Linked DNA regions of Sus scrofa: region 1 is linked to region 2. A link is a contact called in public promoter capture Hi-C data. All regions are on one chromosome and are shown on one strand. Each heading gives the region's core, a stretch centred on a gene start, on an enhancer-like site or on the middle of the called end of the contact. The rest is flanking DNA. Distances are from core to core; before and after follow the strand shown. Region 1 holds the start of PIK3CB (phosphatidylinositol 4,5-bisphosphate 3-kinase catalytic subunit beta isoform). Region 2 holds the start of ARMC8 (armadillo repeat-containing protein 8).

Region 1 (7,169 bases), core at 3,390-5,889, 630 kb after region 2:
GGAAGTCAGACTTGATTATGAAAAAGTAGAAAGGGCTTTTGAAGAAAAACAGCCCATACAGATCAGGGAATGGAAAGAGGGCAGAGGGAAAAATAATCCAAGTGTCAAAATTTGGAGGTGGGGGTGAGAGGGTAAAAGGAATGAGCAGAGAAGTTGTCCCACACAAGCCTGAAAATCTGTGATATTCTCTCTTATCTTCCATTTCTTCTCCTCTTCTACTAAATCCTTCTAGTCTAGGATTTCCTTTCCCAATGTATCTTTTTCCTATTATCTACTGAGATGATGGAATTCTACACTTTGATTTTGCCATACCCTTCTTTGTTCACAAATCTGCCTGATAGCCTTCAGGGCTACAGACTAGTTCTCAGGCAGGGGAAAAATCCTAAATTATTTCCCTCTTTCTACAAAATGACAAAGCTTGCAAGTGAGCAGTTAACAGAAGCCAAGTAATAGGGATCTATCTCCAAGATATGGTAAGATGATAACTCTAAGTCAAAGATTCAAAGGATAGACACATAAAAGCACATAGGAGTTCCCATTGTGGCTCATAAGGAGGACACAGTTTCAATCCCTGGCTTCGCTTAGTGGGTTAAGGATCTGGCGTTGCCGTGAGCTGTGGTGTGGGTGGCAGACACGGCTCAGATCTGGGGTTGCTGTGGCTGTGGCACAGGCTGGCAGCTACAGCTCCAATTCGACCCCTGGTCTGGGAACCTCCATATGCCACGGGGGCGGCCCTAAAGTAAAAAAACATTTTTTAATTTAATTAAAAAAAATAAATGCACATAAGCACAGGGCTGGAAGCTTGTTTGGTTCCTTATTCATAAGATACTAATGATCCAATACATGGTGAATAAAATCTACATATGTTTTTGTTTATCAATGACTTAAATGTCTAAATCCTTAGCCTTTTCAGAAGGTACAGTATTTTAATGAAGACTCAGAGTAGACATACCTAATAGAATAACTCTAGGCCCTGTTATTACTTCATTAGCATGAATCTAGGACCAAAAAAGGGTCAACTGTGTTCGATACATGTTATACTTGGAATCAGAAGATTTTATAACTTATTTCATTCACATAGTCACTCATTTACTCAACATTTGTTTAATGTTCCAATGTTCTGGTTACTGAGAATACCCCAGGGAAGAGAAACCAGGTCTCTGCTATCAGAAAGCTTATAGTATGTTAGAGGGGAAAGACCATAAACAAGTGAACAAGAAAAGAGGCAAGATAATTAGCTGATAATGCAGGTAGAGAATCTGGATTTACTTAGTGTAATAAGCTATTGGAGAAGTTCCTGCTATGAGTTAAGAATCTGACTGCAATGGCTAGGTCACTGAGGAGGTACAGGTTCATTCCCCAGCCTGGCTCAGTGGGTTAAAGGATCCAGAGTTGCCTCAGTTGTGGCATAGGTCCCAGGCCCTGGAACTTACACCCTGACTGCTGTTTGAAAACAGACAGTGGGGGAGCAAGACCAGAGGCAAGGAGACCAATTAGGAAGCTATTACTCAGGAAGAACTGGAGTGATAGCAATAAAAATAAAGTGCAGTAAATATATTCAGTATATATTTTAGAGGCAAAATCAACAGAGTTTGCCAAAGAACTGATTGTTTGAGGGTGCAGGGGAGCAGTGAAGCAAAGCAAGGAATTAAGGATGACCATCAGATTTTTCACTTAAGCAGGTGGAAGAGAGGGGCAGAGAGGTGCTCTATGAAATGGACACTGCTGGGGTAGGAATAGTTGAAGAATGGAAATCAAGAACTCCATTTTGAACATGTTAAGTTTAAGACAGACAAATGAAGGGAGTTCCCTGGTAGCCTAGTGGTTAGGACTCTGTGATTTCACCTCTTTGACCCAGGTTCAATCCCTGGTCTGTAAACTGAGATTCAAGTTGCATGCCACAGCCAGAAAAAGGGGGGGGGGGGCATGTAAGAAGTGAAGATATGTAGGCAGGTAGAAATTTGAAGTTCAGGACTAGAGATAAAAATGTGAGAGTCAACAGCACAATGATAGTATCTCAACCACAGGACATGATGAGATCAACCAGAGAGAGAACAGGTAGAAGAAAGCAGAGGGACAGGCTGGGAAGCCCTGAGGCATTAGGATGTTTTGAATTCAGGAAGAGAAGAAAAAGTCAACAAAAGACAGTAAGAGAACAAGAGAAAGAAAAACATAAAAGTGTGCTACCCTGGAAGTTTCCTTTATACAATGTGATTCTCTAATCCTCCACCACCCTCCCAATCTACTGGCCACACACACTCTCAAGTTTCTATGAATAAAACTGGTTGATGTCCCCAAAGTCCCAGTTATTTGGGACCCAGGATCAGGCCTATGAAGCAAGATATGCCTTCTGACCCCTAGCCTCTGCAGAGTGGTTAGCAGTGCTTCTACTGTTGGATTCACCAGTGAGCTATCAAGGAAGATCATAACTTAGGAAGAACACAATTAGACTACAAGGAAGAACATAATTTAGATTACAAGGTTAATTTTTAATTTTTCTACGTATTTTGTTTACATTTCACGAAGCAAGCTGGATCAAAAGCCTTTATGAATGAGTCTCTCAGCAAAGCAGAAAACACAAACAAGAGGTGCAAAACAGCAATCAATCAAAACCCAACTCAATTTTCTCCACTTCTAAAAAACACACTGAAGGTACAAGACCCTTATTAGGATGTGAATCTAAGGTTGTATGACAAAGTTTTTGGTTTCAGTCATTCTTGCCTTAGTGACTAAAAATTAAGATTTTTTCCTGTCGTGGCTCAGTGGTTAACAAATCCGGCTAGGAACCATGAGGTTGTAGGTTCGATCCCTGGCCTCGCTCAGTGGGTTGAGGATCTGGCATTGTCGTGAACTGTGGTGTAAGTCGCAGACACAGCTCGGAGTTGCTGTGGCTGTGGTGTAGGCTTGAAGCTACAGCTCTGATTAGACCCCTAGCCTGGGAACCTCCATATGCCTCAGGTGTGGCCCCAAAGGACAAAAAAATAAATAAATAAAAAATTAAGAGTTTTACTTTATTCCACACTTGCCTTCTGAAACTAGGTTAAGATCTTTATCATGACCACCCTCTCCTATGCCGCATTATCATGACTTAAACAGTTCTGCTTTTACCATAAAACTCTTACAGCGTAGCCAAAAATCCCCAAATGATTAATGAACTGCTGAGAATTCTGACTCGTTAGAGATGATTTTATTAGGAATCATATTTCCAAACATCCATTCAGTGCTTCAAAATAAGTACTCATCTAATTTAATTATGATGACTTCACCAGACAGTAATACTGCCCACAATCATGTTTACAAAAGCACTTGTCACTCCCTTCAGATGTAGCAATGCAGAAAAAGGAGTCTGTTTCCATATTCTGTTTATACTCTGTAACAAGTGACAGAGCTTAAGTGTCACTTAAGATTATTTAAACAAAGTACTTCAAGTTGAATGTGACCCACCATCTTTCATCGAAGCGAATCCTAAAATCGTTGGGTTTTATTTCAACAGTAATTTCCACTCAGTACCTGAGACAGGTATTCCAAGGCAGCCTTAGCAAGAAAAGAGACTCCAGGATGAGACTGTAGGATTCTGTTTTAGCTCTAAGATAACAGGCTCCAATTAAAGTAACTTCAGTGGAGGTTACTGCAACATCAAGGCACGTCGGAAATAAATGTGCCCCCAAAGGTACACCCGCACCCGCAGCCAGGAATCAGCAATAGCCAACCAAGGAAGATGCTGCAGCAGAGTTTCTCCTAACAGCCTACCACTGACCAAGCACTTGCTGTTTGGTCATGCACATCATCCTGTCCTAGCTTCACAACAACCCTGTGAAGTACGCATAATTATTCCCATATACAAACCCGGATACTTTAGTCCAAGGCCCCAGGGCTGGTCAGTGGCGGCGCTGGGATTTGAAAATACGACTATACCCCCAGCATTCCAGGATGCCCGCCCCTAAAATACACTCAACGCAAAAAGGCACCTGAGGGTCGGGAGCTCGCGGGTGTCCGCACGGACGCAGGGGGCGAGGACGCCGCCTCTCCCCGAGAAGTCCCTCAGAAACCGGACCCAAAGTGCCGGCAGCCCGGGACACCCGGCCGCGTCTATGCCGCCCGGAGGCCGGGAAGCGCCGCACCTCGGAGAACCCCGGGAGGGCCGCAGGCGAGCGAGGCGCCCCAGCGGGCTGGAGGGCCGGTGTCCTCCGCGCGGACAGGAAGCGCGGCGCTGGCACCAGAGTCACGGGCGCCGCAGGCTGCGGCGGGCAAGAGCGCGCCGCCGGGCCGCGCGGGGGCACCTCGGCGGCCCGCCTCGACCGCGCCGCCCCTCAGCCCCGCCGCATCCGGGTCCCGCGTCGTCGCACTCACCTGCCCGGGGCTCCGCCGCCGCCGCCGGTTCCCGGCTCCGGGTGCGCGGTCAGCAGCCCAGGCCACCGCGACCGTCCAGCTGCAGCACCCCCATCCCCGTCTCAGTCCCCGCCCGCCTGACTCGCGCAGCGCTACACTAGCCCGCCGCCCACTGCCATGGCCCGCTCCGCCGCCTTCGCCGCCGCTGAACCACCGATTCACGGAGCACGCGCGCGCCGCCGCCGTGCTGCGCCCGCGCCCGCGCGCCCGCGCCCGCCTCCCAGGCCCGCCTCCCAGGCCCGCCTACCGGCAGCCCCCGCCCCGCCCCGCGCGCCGCTCTGGCCAATCCCCGATCTGCGGGCCGGGCTGGGCCGGGCTAGGTCGTGCCGGGCCGGGCCAGTAGAGCGGGTAGATGGGCGGAACCGCCGCTCAGCCCTCTCCAGCTACCTCCCAGCATCGGCGCTGCTGTGCAGCAGTTCCGCTCCTGCTTGCGGCTCCCGGAGGACTCGGGATCGGGAATCCCCAGCAAGTTGCCTTTAAAGAGAGAGCTACCACCTGCCCTGGGCCTTCGTAGCCGCCTCCGAGAGACCCTTCTCTTCCTAGATTTCCTTGCTGGCCTTCTCTTCCCAGTCACTTTCCCCAGTTCTGCGACTGGACCGTTCTTTCGGTTCTTGGGCACTGTACTTTGCTTTTCCCTCCTCCTTTTCGTCACTTCTGTTCTGTGGGTGGGGTCGTTAGGTGGGATGCCCCACAACTGGACCTTCAATCCCTGCACTGGTCATAAAAGCAAAAATCCAGACTTCCAAGCCCAAGATTATTTTTCTGTGTGTTCATTTTTGCGATAACAACATTTGGATGCAGTCTTACAGTTTACCCGAGCCTTGTTCGCATATCTTATCTCCTGTTATCTTTGACCTCAACCGGGGAAGTTTCACAGTCCTCTTTTGTTGGCACACTTGAATTTCATTATTGAAAACAAAAATTTTTGCTGTACAGCAGAAATTGACAGAACAATGTAAATCACATATGACAGAAAAAATAAAAACCTAAAAAAATAAAATACGGTAAAATAAGAATTTTAACTTATGGTAAAATTGTTGTAACTTACTGCTACTGTAATAGCTCAGGCAAATTAGTTTAATAGTCTGGGATGGAATCTCAAGTGCACCTAATATAAAGCAAAGGTAGCAAAAAAGTTGGTGACAAAAGAATAGTTTATATGATCAATGATCCTGCTGTAATTGGTTATTCGTAATAATTCAAATATAGAATGATACCATATTCAAAAATATGTTCCAGAAGAGTTAAAGACATAAAAATAGACAAGACAAAGACTTCAAGTAAAATTTTTAAAGAGTGGTAATATAATATTAGTGAGGGGAAACTTAAAGCAAGACAGAAAGCCCAGAATCATCAAAGAGGAAAAAAAAAATTCTACCTAAATATTTTACATGATATCACACGCTAACAAGACAAAAAAAAAAAAAAAAAAAAAAAAAGAATAAAACTGCACAAAACATATGACAGACACACTGTATCTTTAACATAAAGGAGTCTCTATAAATGGACTTTTAAAAAAGCCAAATAGCCCAGTGTTTTTTAAAAATGGGCAAAGTATACAAGCAGATAATGGATGGAAGAGAAAATCCAAATCGTTCATTAAAAAACACTTATTTCACTAATAGTCATGGAAAAGCAAATTAAAACACTAATCCATTTTTCACTCATTAGATTGGCAAACATTAGCAGGACCAATCAATGATACATAGGGAAACAAGCCCTGGTACATCTCTGATGGGACTGTAAATTGCTACAAACTTTCTAGGTATAATCTGGGAATAGTATTAAAGTTTAAAATTCCTACACATTGACCAAAAATACATTAACTCTGCCCTACGGAAAAACTAAAGAAAATACTATTTGTAAGGATATATACAAGGATGCTGTAGTGGTTGGATGGTAGCCTTCCAAAAGATAGATGAACATAGCCTTATTTGGAAAAAGCATCTTTACAGATGTAGTTAGTTAAGGACCTTGAAATGAGATCATCCCAGATTTGGGGTGGGCCCTAAATCCAATGACCAGCATCCTTTTAAGAGAAAGGCAGAGAAAGATTTGAAATAGAGACATAGAGATAAAGGTAATGTGAAGAATGAGGCAGAGTTGGGAGTGAGGTATCAACAAGCCAAAGAATGCCAAAGATTGCTAGCAGCTACCAGAAACTAGGAGAGAGACACAGAGTCTCAGAGCTTGCCAATGCTTTGATTTCAGATTTTGGAACTCCAGAAATGGGAGAGCAGAAATTTCTGTTGTTTTAAGCCACCCAGTTTGTGGCAATTGTTAAAGCTCCCCCAGGAAACTAACATAGATTCATACTGTATTATTTGTAGTGCAAAACAAACACAAACAACAAACTGGGAACAACTGGATTGTCCATAGGTAATGGAATCCAAGAATCAACTGTACTGCCTCCATACTACACAATGTTATACAATAATAAAAATGAATTAAACCTGTTTGTGTTGACCCAGAGGGATGTTCATGATATAATGCTAAGTGGAAAATGCAAATTACAGAATAATTAATAGTGATATGATCTTGTTGGTATGTTGCTGACCATTCAGATATATATATTCATGTGGGCATAGTGAAAGGGGTGGAAGAATTTACACTAGACTGATTACACTGGATAGCTCAGAGGGCAAAAGGCGGAGGTGTTAGGTGGGAGGGAGTTGTATTTTTCTTTATAAATTTTTTGATATCTTACTGTTAAAACCAGTGTATGTATTATCTTATGCCTTTAGTAAATACAGCTTTAAAGGAAAAAAAGCAGTTGTGAC
Region 2 (6,887 bases), core at 3,374-5,873:
CAGTTTCCCTTCACCTTTTGCCTGAAAACTCTGTGATAACAGGGAATCTATCTCTCTTGCTAATTGCATTACCACCCCTGGCTGTAATACCTACATAGTAGGTAACTAGTATATATATTTTGCTAAATGAATTAATTTCCAGGATCCTTGGTCCTCTTTTTTATTATTATTCTTTAAATGAGTTCCTTTCTGATTATTAAAGAAAAAAACCCAATTACTTATTGTTTTTCACATAGTGACTCTGTTTTTTCACACTTAAATTCTTCACTTTGTTTCCTAAGATCAAAGGCATTCTCTTCAAAACAACAGTACAATTATCAAAATCAGTACATTAATGGGAAATTCCCACTGTGGTGCAGTGTGTTAAGGATCTGGTGTTGCCCCAGGTGCAGCTCAGATTCAATTCCTGACCCACGAACTTCCATGTGCTATAGATATGAGCCCCCCATCTCCGCCCCTGCCCCAAGAAAATCAGTACATAATAGTCATACTTCAGAGTTCCCGTTTGGCTCAGAGGGTTAAGAACCTGACTAGTGCCCATGAGGATGTCCCTGATCTCACTCAGTAGGTTAAGGATCTGGCATTGCCACAAGTATGGTGTAGGTCACAGCTGTGGCTGTGATCTGACATTGCTGTGAGCTGTGGCATAGGTGGGTAGCTGCACCTCTGATTGGACTCCTGGCCTGGGAACTTCCATATACCATGGATGGAGACCTAAAAAGAAAAGAAATCAAAACAAAAACCAATGATACCTCATCTATAGATTTTGTTCACATTTTACCAACTTGTTCTTTGTAGCAAGAGGGGAATTTTTTATCCAGGATTCAATCCTAGATCATGAGTGGCATTTAGTTATCTTGTCATTTTAGTTTTCCTTAGTCTGGAGAAATTTCTCAGGTTTGTTTTTTTTGTTTCGTTTTGTTTTGTTTTTGTTTTGTTTTGTTTTTGTTTTTGTCTCTTTAGGGCAATACCCAAGGAATATGGAAGTTCCAAGGATAGGGGTAGAATTGGAACTGTAGCCACCAGTCTGTGCCACAGTCATAGCAACTCCTAGATCTGAACCCCATCTCATGGCAACACCAGATCCTTAAGCCACTGAGTGAGGTCAGGGATCAAATGCAAGTCCTCACAGATACTAGTCAAGTTCATTACCCCTGAGTCACAATGGAACTCTTAATTCCTCAGATTTTTTTGTCTTTCTTGTCAATTTTCAAGGGTGTAGATGTTTTATTTTGTTGTATGTCGCTCAAGCACAATTTGTCTAATGTTGCCTCCTGCTTACACCTATGCATTTTTGGCAGGAATACCACAGAAGTGATGTTGTGTCCTTCTTGGTGCATTATATCATGGTGTCTACTTATCCCGCTCATGGTGATATTAATTAGAATCACTTGAATAAAGTGGCATCTACCAAGTTTCTCTACAATCATTAGTAACTTGTAGGGAGGTACTGCTTCTCATGTTATTTCCACAATTAGCTTTAGCACCCATTGACAATTCTTGCCTCAAACAATAATAACTTATATGGTTGTCAAGGGATGGTTTTCAAATTCCATCATTTCTTCTATATTTGTAAGTTGGAATTAGACCATATCAGTTATTCAGTTATAAAGAGTATTTTATTCCTTCCGTCCTCCCTCTCCTCCTCTTTCTTCTTTTTTTCTTTTTCTTCATGAGTATGTTGCTACTTTCAAAAACATGGCTTTATATCTCTATGCTGGCAGCTCCATTTAGACACTTATATATACCTTTCAGATTCATTTCTTGCTACTTTTTTCCTTTTTCTTTTCTTATTTATTTATTGCTTTTTAGGACCACAGGTGCAGCATATGGTAGTTCCCAGGCTAGGGGTTGAATAGGACCTGCAGTCACCAGGCTATGCCACAGCAACTCGGAATCCAAGCCCCATCTGCAATGCACACTACAGCTCACAGCAATGCCAGATCCTTAACCCACTGAGTGGGGCCAGGGTCAAATCCAAATCCTCATGGATACTAGTTGGGTTCGTTACTGCTGAGCCACAACAAGGAACTCTGTTTTGCTACTTACTTTTGTTTGTGTATTTCTACTTTTTCTTAAACTCACACTTTGTTGTCATTTTTTCCCAGAAATTAATACTGCTCTGAAATATGGAAGGATAGGGAGAAATTTCACTCCTGTTTGCAGTGGAGTCCATGTGGCTATTTGCCTCTATCACAGTGCCAAAGTTAACTGTTTTGTTGCTGCTGTTACATGGAGGCTGAACCAGAAATTTTTCTTACTCCCCAATTTCTACTCATTTTTACCTTCGAAGGGTGTACCTGAGGTTAATTAACAGCAAAAATTGAACTAGAAATGAGATTCTTGATCCCCAGGCTTAGGGATTTGCTAATCAATGCTTCCTTCCTGCAAAATAGCCACGTCAGTCTTCTGGAAATAAAACAGAAAAGCTTCAGTAGCAGAGATATTGGATGCCTTGAGTCATATTCCCTAGTCCCTCCAGACTCTGATTTCAGCCACAACTTTAATAATAATTCTGCTGCAATTCAGATGCATACTGCCCATATCCTACCCCGAAAGTGAGCCTACAGATTCTGCTTTTCTGCATCAGCTTAAGGAAGCCCTCTCTGTTCCTTGTACAAATACAATATAGGAGGGTAGGAATTAACAGCATTAGGGAAATCTTCAACCACTACAGGATGAGAGTGGTGGATAATGCTCCAACTTCAATACGGCTGTCTAGAGGAGCATGCCGTATGTTTCTCAGGGTCCTCAAGGAATAAGCAGCGACTTCAGCAACAGACCCTTAAACTGATTGTTTCTTCTTTTCTCTCATTCTCCCTGATCCATCAGTTCTGTTCCATGGAAACACTTCCCAAATAAACCACCTGCACCCAAATCCCTGTCCCAGGATCTGCCTTTGAGGGCACCCAAACTAAGTCAAAAATTCATTCTATGCTAGATGAGATAAAATTGCTAGAAGACAAAATCCCTAGTGCTTGCTCTGAAGTGTGTGATGGGAAGACAAGTAAAACATTACCTCCCAGGTTATAGTCTATTGTTGGAGATGCTACATTAGTAGCAAGAACAGAATGATGCATGAAGACATGGGGGAGGGATCACCTGACCTTACCAGAAGGGCTTCCTGGAGGATGTATTGCTGGAGCTAATTAATGAAGTGGAGATCAAATACAGCTGTAACAATTCTACATCATACAAAGGTCAACTGAAAATTTAGTTGATACCTCTGTATGCTTTGTATAAGGGTTATGCTGTGCTCTGCTGCAATACATGACATGACTGTAGAGGATACACGAATGAACACTTAAACATCTTTGTAGTTATGTTAATACGTACTAGAATAAAAATAAGGAGCAAAAATACGCTTGATTTTTCAGAGTATTATGGCTTAGGCTGCGGCCAAAATTATATAATGAGTTGAAATTGGCTTTAAAGAAAAATATTGAGTGTGTAATAATACCTGGGTGTAGATTGGCAAAGATTGTGTGGCTGGACTGCAGATTACTGAAGTTTGGGAAACAGTGTTGCAGCAGAAAGAAAATTAGAATGAGATTCCGCTTTCCAAAAAGTCAACAGTTAGTTGGAGAACACAGGCCCATAAGCAAAGATGTTTAGGGCTACAATGAATTTAGAAACTAAGTACAGGGCCAAGATTGGAAAGCAGTGAGGAGTAAAGTGGAGAGGCTAGAGTTACAACATCAGTTGGAAGACTTTGGTCCAGGGGAGAGGTAATACCAACCTGAATTAGGGAGTGGTTATAGCAATGGAAAAAAGACAAGTAATGTAACAGGTTCATTGCAATCATCCTGCAAAAGAAAACCTTACTGATTGAAAGCAGCAAATAGTTGAAACCTGTCTATGGCAGTTTTGTCCACACACAGAAAAGGAGTGAAAAGAGCTGAATCCATCCATGAGAAAATAGAATTAGAAGCATGTTTTTATTTGGCTTCAGTTATCAAAGCGTTTTAGCACGAATTAGTCAGATATTTGCCCCTATATATATATATATATATATATATATATATATTTTTTTTTTTTTTTTCCTACTTGACTCAGAGCCTGGAGAATACTAACACAGATAATAACGCTTTCTACGTTCCAGGCATGTTCTAAGAGCTTTACATTCTCCAACCTCACAACCCCTTACTTTACACAAAAGCAAACCTTAGGAGTGTAACTTGCCGGGGTAATGGTACTGTGAAGTAGCAAGGATTAAACTCAGGCATTCTGGCTTTAGAGTATATATTCTTAATACTACACTAGAATAAAAGGGTCAGGTAGATAATGTTGAAACGGGTCACACTTCATCGGTGGATCGTGAAACACTCTTACTGGCGACAGAAGACGTGGTTCTGAGACCACAGTTTCTCCATCTGTAAAATGGAGATAATAACGACGCTAGGAGTCTGGTGCAAAGGACTGAGATAATGAATGAGAAAGCGAATTTCAAATTACGTAGGTGGCTCCACACACCAGTTTTTCGGAATAATGAATACGCGAACTCAGAAGTTGCAACGAAAGGATCTGTGCAGCTAGCCGCGAGACTCCGCCCCTGAAGCTCCCCCACCGAGAGCCGCAGGTGGGGCCGGCAGACCTCCTTTGCGCATGCGGAAACTGCTGCCCGCTCCCACCTCTAACCCAGGCTGAGCGTAGCTGCCGTTTCTGAAAAAACGATTCGTAACGAGGTCCCTGGCGCGGTTTCCCTTTGCTCTCCCTCTGCGGGCCCCGGCCGTACTTCAGCAGTGTCTAGAGCGTGGTCTGTTCTCACCTACCTGCCTCATTTTCTGAAGAGGTACCTGTGGTTGGCCTAATAGTTGGCTGTCGAAAGTGCCGGCCCCCGCGCCGGCGCCGGCTGCAGCCGGGTGGGAAGGCTCAAGATGGCGTGCCTGTTGGAGACCCCAATCCGCATGAGCGTCCTCTCGGTGAGTGACCCGCCGCAGCCGCTGGCCCGCGCGCCAGCCCGGGAGCTCAGGCCCAGCTCGCAGCGTTCACCACAAACGCGACGTGCCTTCTGGGCACCACCCCTTGAGGTGGTCTTCTGCTCAGCTCTGGGCCGGGGAGGGAGCGAGGGTGGGTGGGTGGGTGGGCGGGCGGGATAGTCTGGATCCCGGCCGAGCCAGAAACGGCTCCAAGTACGGGAACGCTCACCGGTGCAGGTTCTCAGGACAGCGGGCGGGGAGAGTGGGCTTACGGGCGGCCGGCCCGGCGGCGCGGCTTGGGCTTTGCCAGGCGTTTCCCCGTGCCTTTCTCTTAGCGATGCCGCTTCTCCGGGGCCGAGCGCTCTACTCTGCGAGGCGCAGGGCTCGCTGCTGGCCTGGGGATGAGCGCCCACCCAGTCCCCCGCGGCTATCGCAAAAACTGGTAGAGGCTCCTTGGCTCCCACAGTCTTGGGGCTGCCAGGCCAGGTCTGTGTGGTATCTATTGCTTCCCAGCACCCGGTCATAGGCTAGAGCTGTTTGCCTCTTGGCAACGGAGCCTTATCAGCTGCAACGTCTCCTGGTGTATGTAGTTATTTAAGCCTTTTTCCTTCGCTTTGCTCTGGAGGTCGTAGCTCTCAGTCTAAAGGAACCTGTGCCTGGCATTCCGCTTTCCTTCAAGGGGAGTCAAACATTGAAAAAAGCGAGCGGTCAAATTTTCCTACTATTTTTAGAAGTAATACCTAGTTTGTCTGCTTAAGTTTAAAAATAAAACCAAAACAGGACTTTCGATGTTGCTCTTGAGAGAACCAGGATCAGGGGTGAAAGTTACTAGGAGATAACTTAGAAAAGTTTTGCCGCAAATTAGAACTGTCCAACTCTGAGGATGGCCAGTTTACCAGTGGTCCATTTGCTGTTGTTAGAAACAAGTGGTCAAAGGCTGATTTGTCTATCTTTTTAGACTTGTTGTGGAAGTCGGTCTGATGCTGAGAGGGATGGTTGGATTCTAGATGACTTGTCAGGTTCCTACAGTCTGTGTCCAAATGATTTCTTTTTTCTTCCCTGACTTCCGCAAACACTCTCACCTATCTGGAAGCACTTAGGACGTTTGCTGCAATACTTGGTTAGAGTATTGTGGCATACTCCACCTTGATAATTTATTTGGTGGGGAGGGAGCTGTGCGCAAATTTGTCCTTCCTTTGATCCGTTTTAGTAGTCCCTTATTTTTAAACTGCAATTGGGGAAAAACTGTTCACCTAAGCGTTGAAATAAATTCAATTACTCCACCTCTGACACCTGGACTGTTTCGTGGGATGGGGCCAATGACTTTTCCCTAGTTACGTCTTTTTTTTTTTTTTTTCAACCATGCATCCTGACTGTTCTCAATTTCCTTTAATTATCTCATTCATCCTTCATTTCACTTGAAGCTTCTTTAGTTTTCACACATTATTGATTTGTATAGTGTACAATTTAATTTTTTTATTTGTTTCACTCCCTTGATAAATAATATTTCCTATTTAACTGTATTTGAAAACTTCTTGAAGAGTATTCCGTCCTTGTGGTGGGCATTTGCTTTAGCCCTGGTCTCATTGGTTTGTTTTATTTTTTTTTTTTTAAAGGTTTTCACAGTCCGAAGTGTGGTCTTTCAGTTCTTCAATTTTAGAGCCTTGGGAAATCAGAGCTTTGAGTAAATGATTTAAACTCTCTAAACTCATTGAGTTTAAATATTATAAAATGAAGCCTGTACCTTTCAAAGTACTACCTTGGGCCCCACTTTTTGATATACAAAGTGCAGGTGAAATAGGAATTAATAATCAGAAACTATCTTGCAAACATTTGACTCCTTTACTAGGCTACTTATTGTGCACGAGTCGTATACAATCCACTTTAGGGGATGCACAGATGTGATCAGCTGTGCCTTCAGGGAGCTGACAGTCCAAGTGACTCAGTAGCCTGATGAACATAATTCAT

Evidence for each region. Promoter capture Hi-C pulls out the DNA fragments that hold promoters and counts their contacts.
Region 1: a promoter capture Hi-C map of fetal liver shows a contact between it and region 2, with 4 times the contacts expected there. The contact joins the promoter of PIK3CB here to the promoter of ARMC8 in region 2. A contact is called at or near these places in 2 of 5 promoter capture datasets (fetal liver and liver) and 1 of 47 Hi-C or Micro-C datasets (heart right ventricle).

The regions. Positions count from the first base shown.
Region 1 is chr13:79,606,201-79,613,369 of Sscrofa11.1, forward strand. PIK3CB (phosphatidylinositol 4,5-bisphosphate 3-kinase catalytic subunit beta isoform) reads right to left here and starts at 4,640. Exons shown (of 25, transcript XM_021069526.1): 1 at 4,351-4,640.
Region 2 is chr13:78,978,061-78,984,947 of Sscrofa11.1, forward strand. ARMC8 (armadillo repeat-containing protein 8) reads left to right here and starts at 4,624. Exons shown (of 23, transcript XM_021069500.1): 1 at 4,624-4,922. The coding sequence starts at 4,878.